2 separate regions of the Capsicum annuum genome follow, and region 1 is linked to region 2. The links are chromatin contacts, called in public Hi-C maps. All regions are on one chromosome and are shown on one strand. The core of a region is the stretch at or near the end of the contact, and the rest is flanking DNA. Distances in the headings are between cores, read along the strand shown.

Evidence for each region. A called contact is a pair of places that touch in the nucleus more often than the background predicts.
Region 1: a contact with region 2 is called in a Hi-C map of placenta, with 2.8 times the contacts expected there. The contact joins the enhancer-like site here to the promoter of LOC107879093 in region 2. A contact is called at or near these places in 2 of 5 Hi-C or Micro-C datasets (leaf and placenta).

The regions. Positions count from the first base shown.
Region 1 is chr8:84,052,536-84,059,419 of UCD10Xv1.1, forward strand. It overlaps LOC107838938 (a long non-coding RNA gene), which reads right to left. Exons shown (of 9, transcript XR_001664906.2): 4 at 6,732-6,796; 5 at 5,812-5,970; 6 at 5,604-5,720; 7 at 4,907-5,061; 8 at 4,565-4,798; 9 at 3,165-3,676. Among protein-coding and RNA genes, the nearest start is that of LOC107838938, 6.5 kb to the right of the region's middle. Within about 2 kb of position 2,811, at least 3 of the 5 cell types and tissues checked have an H3K27ac peak or open chromatin away from gene starts, as enhancers often do. A contact at or near this core is called in leaf, where this site is marked.
Region 2 is chr8:83,909,347-83,916,266 of UCD10Xv1.1, forward strand. LOC107879093 reads right to left here and starts at 4,816. Exons shown (of 5, transcript XM_047395730.1): 1 at 4,680-4,816; 2 at 1,652-2,984; 3 at 1,346-1,512; 4 at 1,110-1,258; 5 at 1-690. The coding sequence starts at 1,696. The coding sequence ends at 515.

The sequences.
Region 1 (6,884 bases), core at 1,561-4,060, 140 kb after region 2:
AATAGCTCGAATAATAAAATTCAGGGCTCATTAAGTATATATGTAATCATGTATCTTGAATATTCAATCGATGGGATTGGAGAACTACCCATGTCATACACATATACCATGACAGATTAGTTACTCAATAAACTTTTATAGACCTAACTCAGATGGAGAGTCTACTGTTAGTTTAAGTTAAAGTGAAAATCAACTCTAGTTACATTGATCCAACTATATATTACTCAGTTTAGGAGAATTAATGAAGATTATCAAAACTAGCGATTAAATACATTTTGACTTGTATTAATTTCATCTGATATGGAGGAAGGTCTAAGCCAACACATGAACTTAATACTTCACTACTATTTAATCTCAATAATTATGAAAATAATTTCTATCACCAAAAATGATCAAAAATCCATCTAAACCACATTGTTCCTATTTTCGCTACTAAAATTTGAGTTTTTCATTTATGGTATAAAATTTAGGAAAGCCTAGCCTAAATTTAAGTCAAGTGACATCAAGGTAAAGTTTTTTGTCCAATAAGTTAATATAATATTAAGGTAAAGTTAAGATTATACGAAGCGTACCTGGATGATCAAAGTAAATCCAAGCAGTCCATCGAAATTAGAATTTTTGACGGGTTCCAAAGAATATACAAACTTCTGCTAATAAGAGGGTGGCTATAACACTTAGAAAATATTTTTTGATTCAATTAGGACTCAGGGGTGGATTCACAGCTTTACGTACGGGTTTCCGAGAACCTATAACTTTCGTACGGTTCTTGAATTTATATTGAAAAAACTAGTAAATATATAAGAATTATAAGTTGAGAACCCACAAACAAAGTGTGTTATTGGTCTAGTGATAAAAATTATAAGTTAGAAACCCACAACCTTTAAATTCTAGATCCACCTCTGTTAGGACTAGTGGCGTTTTTAGTGGCGTTTTTAAATTTATATTATTGTAAGAATGATCAGTCAAATAATAAAGTTATCTAAGTATCAAAATATAATCATTAGACATTTGCGACTCAGTTTAGTCATTTAGTTTTCTTGATCATGAACAAAGATGCATTGATACAGATAGTTTTTCTCATATTAATTAATGAATTTCTTTCATAAGTTAAGTCGTAATGCATTGTTTACGTTATTTTTTTATTTTTATTTTTTTGTATAAATTTGATTTTTCGATATGTTTTCAGTTTAAATTTTTGAAAGTTTAATCTTCCATTTAATATTTGAATTTAATGTCTTGGTTCTTTGATATAACTAAAATATCTAATTGAATTTGCATCCAATAACAATTGAATTATTGTCTGTCTCACTATATATGATTGAATGAGTTTTGAATAAAGTCAATATAATTTTCTTAATTTATTTGATTTTGACAAATTCCAACTTTTTGAAATTTCAGATGAAGGAATTTAGTATGATATATTTTGTTATATACTGTGGGAACAAATTTTTAGAGGGTGTTCGAATTGAATTTTGACTTCTAAGAGAAATTAATAAGGTAGGATTTTTAATTTTTTTATTTAACTTAAAACTAAGTGCTTATAAATACTTTTTTATTGTACATACATACTGCAAAAAATATTTAAATTTTTTATTGGTCTAAAAACACTTAAAACATGTCAATCTAAACATGCGCTTAGTTATGACTTATATCTTAAAAATATCCGAGTATCCATATTTTCATTTTGGATTCCTATTTGGTAATAAAAAATAAGTTTAAAGTAATAATCCATGAAACGTAAAGTTAGTTAAATATAAATAGTGAAAATTTTTTATTTTTAAATATGTTTTCAATTTAAATATTTGAAAGTTCAATCTTTTATTTGATAGTTGAATTCAATGTCTTGGTTCTTTGATATAATTAAAATATATAATTGAATTTGTATCTAATAACGATTGAAGTATTGTTTTTCTCACTATAATTGACTGGATGAGTTTTGAATAAAGCCACTATGGTTTTGCTAATTTATTTGATTTTTGACAAATTCCAACAAGCACTTTTTGAAATTTTAAATGAAGAAAATTTTAATATGATATATTTTGTTATACACTGTGGAATAAAGTTATAGAGGGTGTTTGAATTGACATTTGACTTATAAACAAAAATAATAAGGTATGATTTTAAATTTTTGATTTGAGTTAAAACCAACTTATAAATATTTTTTTGTTTTACCTAAATACTACAAAAAAAATGCTTAAAATTTTATTGATTTAAAAACACTTAAAATAATTCAATCCAAAAATGCTCTTAGTTATGACTTTTATATCTTAAAAATATCCGAGTATTCTTATTTTCATTTTGGATTCCTATTTGGTATTAAAAAAAAAAAGTTTAAAGTAATAATCCATGAAATGTGAAGTAAGTTGAATAAAACTCGTGAAAATGACCTAAAAAAGTTGAGTACAACACTTTGAATCACCAACAATATTCACTCTCAAACAACTGATGATGTTAAACGATGGATAATCATCAACCTCAACGGAACCACACTTCAATAGTCTTGGTTGGTTGACACAGAGAAAAATTTTATGCCCATTTATTTATTTGATAAATTTGCAAATTTATTTTTGTTAAATATTATTCGTACGTCGCATGAATACTAATACTAATATTTAATAATCAGAAAATTCTCAAATTATTAACATATGAGGAAAAAGTGCTCATGTAATTACAATAGTTTGATGTCATATTTATTAGAAGATATGAGGAAAAAGTGCTCATGTAATTACAATAGTTTGATGTCATATTTATTAGAAGATGACCGGTTAGACATATTATTTTATAAACACAATCCAAATTGACATGGAATTGAATTATACGTCTTGTAACAGTATCATCATATGTTATGTGACTACTAGAGGAGCACGGCCCATGACAGTACAGGCCCAACATTAAGAATTGATTATGTCCGATACGTTAGATTGATTTCAATTCGAATTATAAGGTTGTAAAACATAAATATATTAAAACATAAAACTACTTGAAAGTATTTTCCATCGAAAAAGGTTACAAGATCTGACTGAACCTTGCAAAATAGACCCACACATCTAATATTCCAAGTTGATTCCACATGTAATATTCCGCAAGTTGCGAGTTGCAAGATACATACCGCAAGTTCTATACATAGTATTTATCATAGTTCTAATAAAGTTGATTCCACATGGTTTAACAAAAGATTAACATATCAAATTAGCATATTTCGAGAAATAGATTATTCGAACATCCTCCAAGCTTTATAGGATAGTCCTTAATACTTTTTGGTAATCACAATTACACCACAATGGAGAAACCTCTTCAACTAATGGGACAATGATTCGCAGAGTATTAATTCTCAAACAAAAAGGTCAACATATTCCTATCAAATATGATTAAACAAGAAGATACAATCCCTGAAAATATAATGTGTAATAGCTTAAAGTTCATCAGTTACGCACACAAGTCATCTATGGTTGTTGCCTTGCTAGCATAGGTCCCCCGGTTATTCGAGTTTTCCCCTCAAACATAGATTAGAGTCGACAAAACGTCAATAACACGACGACGACACTATAAGCACCTCCTGCCACTTGTTCATTACTTGCACATTATTAATCATACATACTAGAGGACACTCCAAGAACTCAGAAATAAGCCATCGAGCAAATACAGATGCAGCATCCACCTTGGGTCTGGACAGTGACTGTAAAAGAGGACGCTGACGTTGAAATGGGCTTGATTATTATTTTTATCAAAGACTAAGTGTTGAGAGTTTTAGATTTTTTACTTTGTATTTGTATTACTCCCTCCGTTTGAAAAAGAATGACCTACTTTCCTTTTTAGTACGTTTAAAAAAGAATACTCCTTTCCTTTTTTGGCAATACTTTAATTTCAACTTTCCACATGGCATGTTTAGGACCACAAGATTAAAGGGTATTTTGGTACATTTGACACAACTTTAATTTAAGGCCACAAACTTTAATTTGCGTAAATCTCAACTATCAATTACATACAAGTAAATCACTACTTCACAAACTTCTCAGGTATCCTATAAACTTTATGTTTGAGTAATCTGTGACTTTGCTTATTTCATATTATAATATTGCAAACAATAAATATACAATGATATGAAAAATGCAATTTTTAAGAAGAAAAAAGCAAAAAAAGGTTACACCAAGATATGTTGTTCAAACTCTAAAAAAATATTACCACAACTGTGTTGGATCCTCCAGAGGTATACTAATTTTAGAGGATCCACATCCTATAACAGATCGAAAGAGTCCGAGCAACATAGACACCAAGAATATTGATTTGCATATCAACATGTTTGAGAAAATCACCAGAATGATCAGAACAAAGCACTTTACACATCTTTTTCTAAAATCCCAAATAAGAATTACTACTTTAGCTCTTTCCGAATGCAGAAGGGGAAAAACAAAGAAACACACTTTATAACATTAAAAAAAATGCGAAATAATAAGAATGTAGAAAAGCAGTAGGTTGTGCATGCATTAATTTTGCTAATATATGAAATCAATCATGAGTATTTGCAATTACAATAATACTTCTAGAAAAGTTTCTAAACACTTACCAGAATTGTTCACAGAACAATGGAACCATTTGGATTTTCATCACTGAACACCTCTGTAGTATGATACAAATAATTTCCAGTCACCGTTCTGCTTCAATAGTAAACAACGCCTCCGTCATTCACAGTCAAAATTTTGACGTCTCTCTTCATGTGATATCTCAGTGATTCTGCCAAGGATTTCATGTCAATCTTCTACCAAGTTGTTTTCTTGATCCATTTTCATGTTCCAGCATCCTGTATTAGAGGCATTGGATCATCAAATCTATGATAACAACAACATGTCCCATGTAATCACATAAAGTAAGATTTAGGGAGAATAGAGTGTACATATGTAGCCCTTACCCCTACTTCTTTGAAGGAGATAGAGAGGTTGTTTATGAAAGAGCCTTGGGTCTGGTGAAGCAAATCAATGCAGTAATGGATCATCAAATCTTTGATTGAATGTATACTTACTGTTGCTAAATTGTTTTCCCAATCCATTTTCATGTTCCAGCATCCTGTATTACAGCCATTTGATCATCAAATTTACGGTGATAACAACATATCCCGTGTAATCACATTGTGAGGTTTGGGGGAAATAGAGTGTATATGCAGACCTTACCCCAACCTCTTGGAGTGAGATAGAGATGTTGTTTTCAAAAGACCCTCAACTCAAGTGAAGCAAATCAACATAGTAATGGATCATCAAATTTACAATGACAACAACAACAACAACAATATATGCCGTGAAATCAATAAAGTAAGATTTGGAGAAAATAGAGTGTGTGTATATAGACCTTATCCCTATCTCATGGAGGAAGAGATTGTTTTCGAAAGATCATCGACTCAATTAAAGAAAATAAATGTAGTAATGGATCATCAAATCTACAATAATATATCCCGTGAAATCTTATAAACTGAGATTTGGGGAGAATATAGTGTAACTACACCTTACCCCTACCTCCTGGAGGGAGATTTAGAAGTTGTTTTGAAAGACCCTAGAGTCAAGTAAAGCAAATCAAAGTAGTAATGGATCATTAAATCTACGACAATCCATTACCTTACCACTATTGATTCTTTCGCCAATATTCTTCGGGCAATTCATTACATTAGCCGCTTTAAAGCTAGCAACCTTTTAATCTCAGCGCATTTCTTCTTTAAGTCCCATTCTTTTTGCCTGCAGGAGGTAATGGAGCAAATGAACTCAGTTTTCTGCCTAAATCCATAGAATGAGGTACCTCTGATAAAGAAATTTCAAAATGACTTACTTCCATAGACTCTTTCTGCAAAAACTTCTATTTGTTCCATCTCATGCCTTTAGTCACGCTAATACCTCTCTTCCTCATATTGGTTTTCGCAGAGCAGTTTTTGTTTCTCTTTCTGCCACTCTTGTCCTGTCTCTCCATCTTTTTCTTATCTGCTCCTCTCTGCAGATAAGTAATAAATAAGATTTTGGTGACTTGGACATTGGATCACCTTCTCCTACATTATGAATTTGTCACAGTAGTGTAGGCCTCAGATATCAAATTTTGACATTTAACATATGCTGCCTAAAACAGTGGCAGACTCAAACAGCAGATTAGAGGTTAAGTAATCTGGGAGGTAAAAAAAAGTAACTATGCATAATTTTTCTTTAGGTCAGGAACTCAATGTCATAAATCCTCTTATGTTCTGCCAACGTTTTACTTGTTAGTTTTGTAAGCAGAGAAGTTAAATTTTTTGGTAAACACCATATATGCTGTTTGTTCAGAACAGCCTCTCCAGTCATTTGAGGTGGTGATTGAGTACACTTTACCCTTTCCAAATTCCACTTTGTGGTAATACAATCAAGATGCAGAGCATTTCTACAATAGAAAACATAATCAATTTGGGAGATTCCTGAGTATTGTATCATCAAATAGTGGAGGAAGATCTGTTTTAATTATCCCTGAACCAGCATTAAATGAAGGGTGGAAGGAGATATCATTTACGATTGGAAGTTTCATTAAAGCTCCAAGAAGTTGGCATTGGAATCCACCCCCAGATAAATGGAAATCAACTACCCCTATTCTAAGGCTATCCACAATAGCAATGGCAGACCAAGAGTCCCCATAAAGCAGAATATAGACCTGCCAATATCATGTTGATAATGAAACATAAACTTGTGCTTGATAAAAGAAATAGGAAGATTATATTAAATCTTACTTACAAGCTTGTCTATATTGGTACACGGAGGTCCTTGGCACCTAGCAAGAAGAGTATAGGAGTTTTGACCTACAATAATAGATGAAACAGATGTAGCAAATGCACTCAGAAATATAGGAGTTAGAAAATACATCCATAGGGAGATGATTTACTTCTT
Region 2 (6,920 bases), core at 3,566-6,065:
GTCTTGTATTTATCCCAACGGACCAGACTTCAAGGCCAAAAGTGTTGCTCATGGTGTAAGAAAGGTCAAAGTTAAAAAGACGATCCACTTCCTAAGTCATTCTTGTAAATCATCCGATACAACATAGTGAAACGAGTTATTTGTATCAACTCTTTAAGCTTTCCGTTGTATCCATACATTCCCCAAAAGGGGCATAAAATGAAGGAAAGAACTGCTCCGAGTTAGTGCTATATCATGCACTGTGCCAACTAGGGTCCAAAGCACTGCTACATATACATAATTTATACTTCGGTCATATCATCCCATCACTTCCATGTCTTCATCAGAGAAAGGAAGAAACTTCTCTCTATTTGGGCTTTCATGAACGTTATACTTAAGAAGCTTGATTAGTGTTCCCCCTCTTATATCTGTGTCTTTCACTCGATCTTTGCGCTTTCTGCCACCGTCAGTAGGCAATTTATCTGTACAAACGTAAGCATCAAAGAATGTTTTGTCCAATGAGGTGTCCATTTCCTCATCCCCAATGCATTTTCCTTCCCTGTGCTCTCTCTTCAGCAGTCCAGCCTCCAGGCTGAACTTCAGGGAGAAAGCAATCTGGCCTTGAAATGCAAATTTCTGCCTCGGCATGGAACTTCAGTTTGTCATGATCAAACACCCGGAGACCTCGGTCTTCCAGGACAAAAAGCCACTCTATGGAAACACGCAACTTATCTTAGAATACGCGAACATGAAAATGGAAGATATAAGTATAATATATTATCCACAAGGTAGGTTTGCTATTGATGTTGAAGAGGATCACTATGGTCAGCAATTTTCTAAAACCTCAGTTGATCAAACACCCAGAGACCTCGGTCTTCCAGGACAAAAAGCCACTCTATGGAAACACGAAACTTATCTAAGAAGACACGAACATGAAAATGGAGGATATAAAGTATAATATATTATCCACAAGGGTAGGTTTGCTATTGACGTTGATGAGGATCACTATGGTCAGAAATTTCTAAAATCTCAGCCACATAGAAGGACAAAATATGCAACTGATCCAGTATAAGCAAAATCAAAACAATCTAATGTACTCGAATAAAAAACAAACCAGATAAAAGACATACTTATGAGAGCTTTAGGTGTCATAAGTTTTGGATTACTCAGGTTCTCTTCTGAGAGAGCGTGGATAGAGACCCATTTAAGTAACTCACTGGGTAGCTGAGACTCAGAGAAAGCTTTTACATAAGCAGTCAGCGTATCTTGATCGCATACCCTAAAAGCCAACAATTCCCGGATTTATTATCAAAGAAAAAGTTAACAAGCTTCTTTTCAAATTTTAATGCAACAAAAATTCCCCTACCTAGCAAACAGTATGGCATTATCAGCTACTAAGGACCACAGCAGAAACAAGTTCCTGAAGTAGGATTCGGGTTGCTGAAACCATCTGCCAGAACTTAGAAATGAATGATCAACCAGTATCACAGCATCATACAATAGTTTCTGTAGAACAATTGCATCTTCAGAACTCTGCAACAACGAATATTGAAAACAAAAAGAAAAGAACTTAGCCTAACATAAATCAATCTTGATCTGCAAATTTATATTTGCTTTAGCAGGGACTGGACATATCCATAAAACCAGTATAAAACATCAAATGCATACATACAAACAGAGTGGGGAGCACAGCAGAGCATGGAACTTGTTGGGTCATTGTACATGCTATCCACTCTTAAATCTTTGCGAAAATAAAGGTTGTGATGAGTACGTACCAATAAGGCAGTGACCACTAGTCTTTTTTCCAAAAGAATTCTGAGAAGCAGATCTCCAACAAATAAAAACTCAAAGCTATCAAGCATCAAGTGAAATCTTGTCTATACAAAGCTTGAATACATGTCTTGGCTTTCAAATCCCACTCTTCTAACACTAGCGATCCAGTTTTTTAAAGTATATAAAGAATTCGTTTCTCGGCTTAAATAGAGCAAGCAAAAAGTGCAGCTAATTCAGTTTACGATGGTTTTAACATGCAATGAAGTCGAAACTCAAAAAAATAACCTAAGAAAAGCTAAGGATTATAGTAATTGGAGGTTCGAATAGGGAGCAGTTCCAGCTTACCGAGGACATGGCCCTGGATAGGAAGTTTTGGAGGAAGCGGATTAGGTTAAAAGGGTAGTCTGAGTTTAGGATATTGTATCTTTTGGTGTGTTACTTGAAGTATCTTGTTAATGGTATTATTGATTATGCTATTTTCTATTGAATCTTGTTCTTTTACTATTTCTTATGTCAGAATGTTTTACTTTGAGCCGGGGGTCTATCGGAAGCAGCCTCTCTATCTCACATTTGAGGTAGTGGTATGGACTGTGTACACTTACCCTCCACAGACCCCACCCACTTGGTGGGAATATACTGGGTATGTTGTTGTTGTTGTTGTTGTTGAGGTTCGAATACTCTCACTTCCAAGTAGTTTCTTCTTTGTGGCATGTGTGGGATAAGAGATGCCGGCAGACAGAAAATGACTAATTTTTGTCAAGATTAGTTTTCTGGGAGCACACAACTGCTTTTCTTCACGTAGGCTCCCTAACATGATTATTCTGCTGTTTCCTTTTCCAACACAATTACAAAGTCCCACGGAATATGCAACCCATAGTGATGATGTGTACTGCTTTATACACAATAAGAGTAGCAATTCCAGCCGATGCAACTATTTGAGATTTCATGGAAAGAATATTGCATCAGTAGATAGAAAACTTTATGCATATGCAGCTACAAATAACGAAAATTGGACTACTGCGTAGAAGTGAAGCATTCAGATAGCGGGGGCTAATTACAAAATATCAGCTTGCACATGGAAGATTTAAATAGAGAATGCATTGCTAGAAACAAATAGCCCTTCAATGGAAATGAAGTTCCGTGAAATGGAATCTTCAAAGAATACCTAGCTAGCATCTGTCAAAAGGAATTCGACGAGCAGCTGAACCGCCTTGCTTCACATGCAGCAGCTTCTTTAAACAAAGAACCAAATTCCAGACAATCCAACAGAAAAGAAAACTTATTGCAATAATATTGAAGTATTGAACAACCTCAGCCAAGTCAGAACAACACAAGCACAAGATTATTAAAGGTTCCCAACTTAACTCACATCCTTTGCACATCAATATTTATATCCATAAATTCCAGGTGTGACTAGCAAAAGAAATATAAGTCACACTACATGCAATGAGGATACATTGATCCCAATACACTGGACCCAAAGTCTAGCTAACTCCTAAGGGCGTCATAATAAAAGATGAAAGTCTAAGGGTGTAAAACCAACCATGGTGATACAGTAAAGGCATCACGGAAAACTAATATCAACTCAAACAAAATGAGTGACAAGCAAGTTCCTATGAAGGGTTGTCCTCAACACGATGGTTCTTTTCTTTCAAGGAATGAATAAATCGATTTGTTTTCAACACTCCAGCAGCTAATTAGTTCTTCAATTGATTGATAAAAAGAGGAATTAGCACGGAAAGACAAACAAATATAGGAACAATGATATTGAGTTATTCATATGATGTAGACAATATGGCGCAATTAAAAACTATATATTTAGAAACATGGAAAGACATTAGGAAAAAACACTATAGATTAGTATTAATTGGTTCTTGTTATTAGAAAATATAAGCATATTATGTCGACTAATTTTTTTTTGGATAACCGTAGTGTCCGGGCCAGCTTGCGCGCACCTCAACTAATTCCACAAGATACCTGTCACCTCCTACCAGCAACAGGTACTAGATAACTCTGTCCACCAAGGCTAGAACAAATGAAAGAAATCTTACAGTGTTTCTCTGTTGGGAATTGAACCTGAGATCTCATGGTGCTTAACCCAACTTCATTGAACCACTAAGCCACACCCTTGGGTGCATATTACGTGAATCAATTTTAGTGAGCCAATAACTCAGGTATCCTCCTAAAGCCCCATAGAAAACTATGCCAGACTTATTACTAGGCTGCCAGTACTGCTCATCTAGTCTAGTCACAGAATTTGCTATGAATTTTGTAATCTCTTTATGACTGGTCGGAATAGCAAGGTGATGTTACTGTACAGAAATTACATACTAACAGTAATGACAAAAAAAAACAATGAGCTATGATACATAATCAGGTAATGAAACTTGAACTTTTTCAAAGAGATATTAACTAGCAAGAGCAAACCTAAAAATTCAATATTTTGGAACTGTTTTAGAGTCTGAATTGCCCAGTTTCATGCATCCTTTTGAAACTCCTCATTTACAAACCTCATATTGCACTTCAAAGACAAAGTAAGCAAGAACACCTCACACATTACAATACCAGCTAACTCCCGGATCCCACACCTCATCTTTTGACCCTCGTGAACATCAACACTAACAATCGGAACGAAAACGCGTAAGTTCTCCTCAAGTTTAGCACATTTTCCAACCCGATCAACCATCCAAACCCCAACCAATTCCTCAAGACAGACAATATCCTCATTAAACTCGTTTCCATTTTTGGGATTAACCAAACATATGCATTTATAATCAACAATTTTCTCAAACAAGTCCTTAATTTCAATAGTCAAGCACAACCCATTTCGCGAAAACTCACAAATTATATCCAGTGGTGGACCTAGGATTTAAGACTTGTAGGTGCTTAAAAAAATTAAAAAGCTAAAATAAAAAATAAAAAATCACCTCCACAAACTCGGACGTCCCTTTAGTGGAGAAGCTTAAGATCAACTTAAATGTCAGTGCACCTAACCAACTTTTGTTCCAGTGGACGCATTTATATGTTTTATAAATATTTTCGTATATTTTTTATGTAATTATATCTATTCCGCATCGACTTTCCTGGGTGTCGGAGCACCCCGAAATTATATGTAGGTCCGCCCCTGATTATATCATACAAAAAGTAGAGTAACGGGGCAAGCAAGGCAATCTTTTTGGTCCCGTTGCACGAACCAGAACACGAAATTAGCAAGTGAAACAAGTCTTTAGCAGGAATGGTTTTGGTAAAAGCAGCTGACTTTTTTGAGGTGTGAAAAGTGACAGCAGAGTAAAACCATGTAATTTCAAGAGGGGGGTCAGGCATTGTTTGGATTAAACGGAAGAAAATTGACTGAAAAACAGAGAAATCGGAACTTCCATTTCGGTACGAGGCCAAAAAGTGATTGACTGATTCTGTCAACACCTTGTTGATAGGCACATTGGAGGAGATTTTTAGGATTGAAATTGCAGGGCTTAACAGTAACCTCAAAACCCTAAGTAAAAGGAGTTGATGGAAGTGGGACTGGGAGGGGGGGAATATATGGGAGCATATTTGTAACGGACATATTTTTTTGGTTGGTTTGGGATAATTTGATTGGCTTTTAATTCTTTAGTCCATTTACTTGTTCACTCTATTAAAAATAAATGACCAATCAAAAATCAATGAATAATTTACCCATTTCTATTCATTTTACCCTTAGTATTAAATATGATTCATTATTTAATACATTTTTCAAAGCATTAAATTTATTACATTCAAAAAATAATATGATAAATTACGTGTATCATTTATTATTTCTCAATGTGTGTGCCAAATCAATAGAGGGCAAGTATTGATGAACGGAGGAAGTATGAAACAAACATCCAAACAGAGTGAGATGAAGGTTCAAAGCAGTTGAGCTATTGAGATTCACCTGAAGTTTCACACTTGCAATTTATATCAATCACAAAACCTTAAGGACATTTTTTATCCACAGTATCTGCATATTTTTAAGTGATTGCTATGAAAATCCCTCCAAAGAAACCCCATTTTTTTTGTTTAGCCAGGTTTCAAGCATGGTCTTGTGAGTTATCGTTTTTGGTTCATTTTTTCTTTCAATTTTCCTTTGTCTACAATGGAACCTTGTGTTTCGATCCTTCCCTCGATTCGTATATAGAGAAAGTTTTAGTACATCAAACTACCTATTTTTTTTCGTCTACTATATATGTTACATGCATTATAAAATGAAGAAAGAATTTCTCCCAGAACAAATTCAACACCATAATTTCCCATATGAATATTATTTTATAATTATTTAACTCAGGTAGAAAAATAGTCAAATTTATGTTGTGCTGTAGAAAATTCTCATGTGTCTTAAAGTATCTAAAGGGACAAGATCATATTGAACATGTAAAACTGAAAAGGGCTAGTAAAGAGTGGCGGATTAAGCTGAATGACAAACGATTCGAAAAAGGTTGGAGAAAATTTATAGAGGAAAATGATGTGCAATTGGGAGATATATTGATGTTTAGATATGAAGGAAAAATGGAATTTGAAGTTTCTATCTTTGATTCAACTTATTGTGATAGAGAATATGCAGAATATCTGCACGGAGATCGAGGAGGAAGAGCTTGTACAGGTGAAGAGATTTTCAAGAAATATAAATTCAAATAGGACATTTTCCCCTGTTTGTTGTATAACGTTCTCCCTTTCATATTATTTCATTGTTGTTACTTCTCTCATATCTATATCTCCAATTTCACACTCTTTGACATGTTTTATTTAAGTCGATGGTCTATTAGAAATAACCTCTCTATTTGTACAAGATAAGGATAAGGTTTGCGTAGACTCTACCCTCTCCAGACCCCACTTTGTGGGATTACATGGCTTACATTATTGTTGATTTTGCAAGTTAATTCCCTTAAATCTTAGCATTAAGATGTGTTAAGTAGTGTGATGACTTTATTTTTGGTGATTTTGTAAATTATTTACTTTTGTGTGATTTAACCATTTTACGCCTCCTTGTAGTTGGTTTGTGGCATTTCTAGTATCGGGATGATTGGCATAATTCTCAATACATTTTAGTATGATTTGTACTAGTTTATGACTTTTAGAGGTTACAAAAGGCTTTATAGTTGATTTCAATCAACATTTTATTATTTTGTGCATCGGATGACAAAACGGACTGC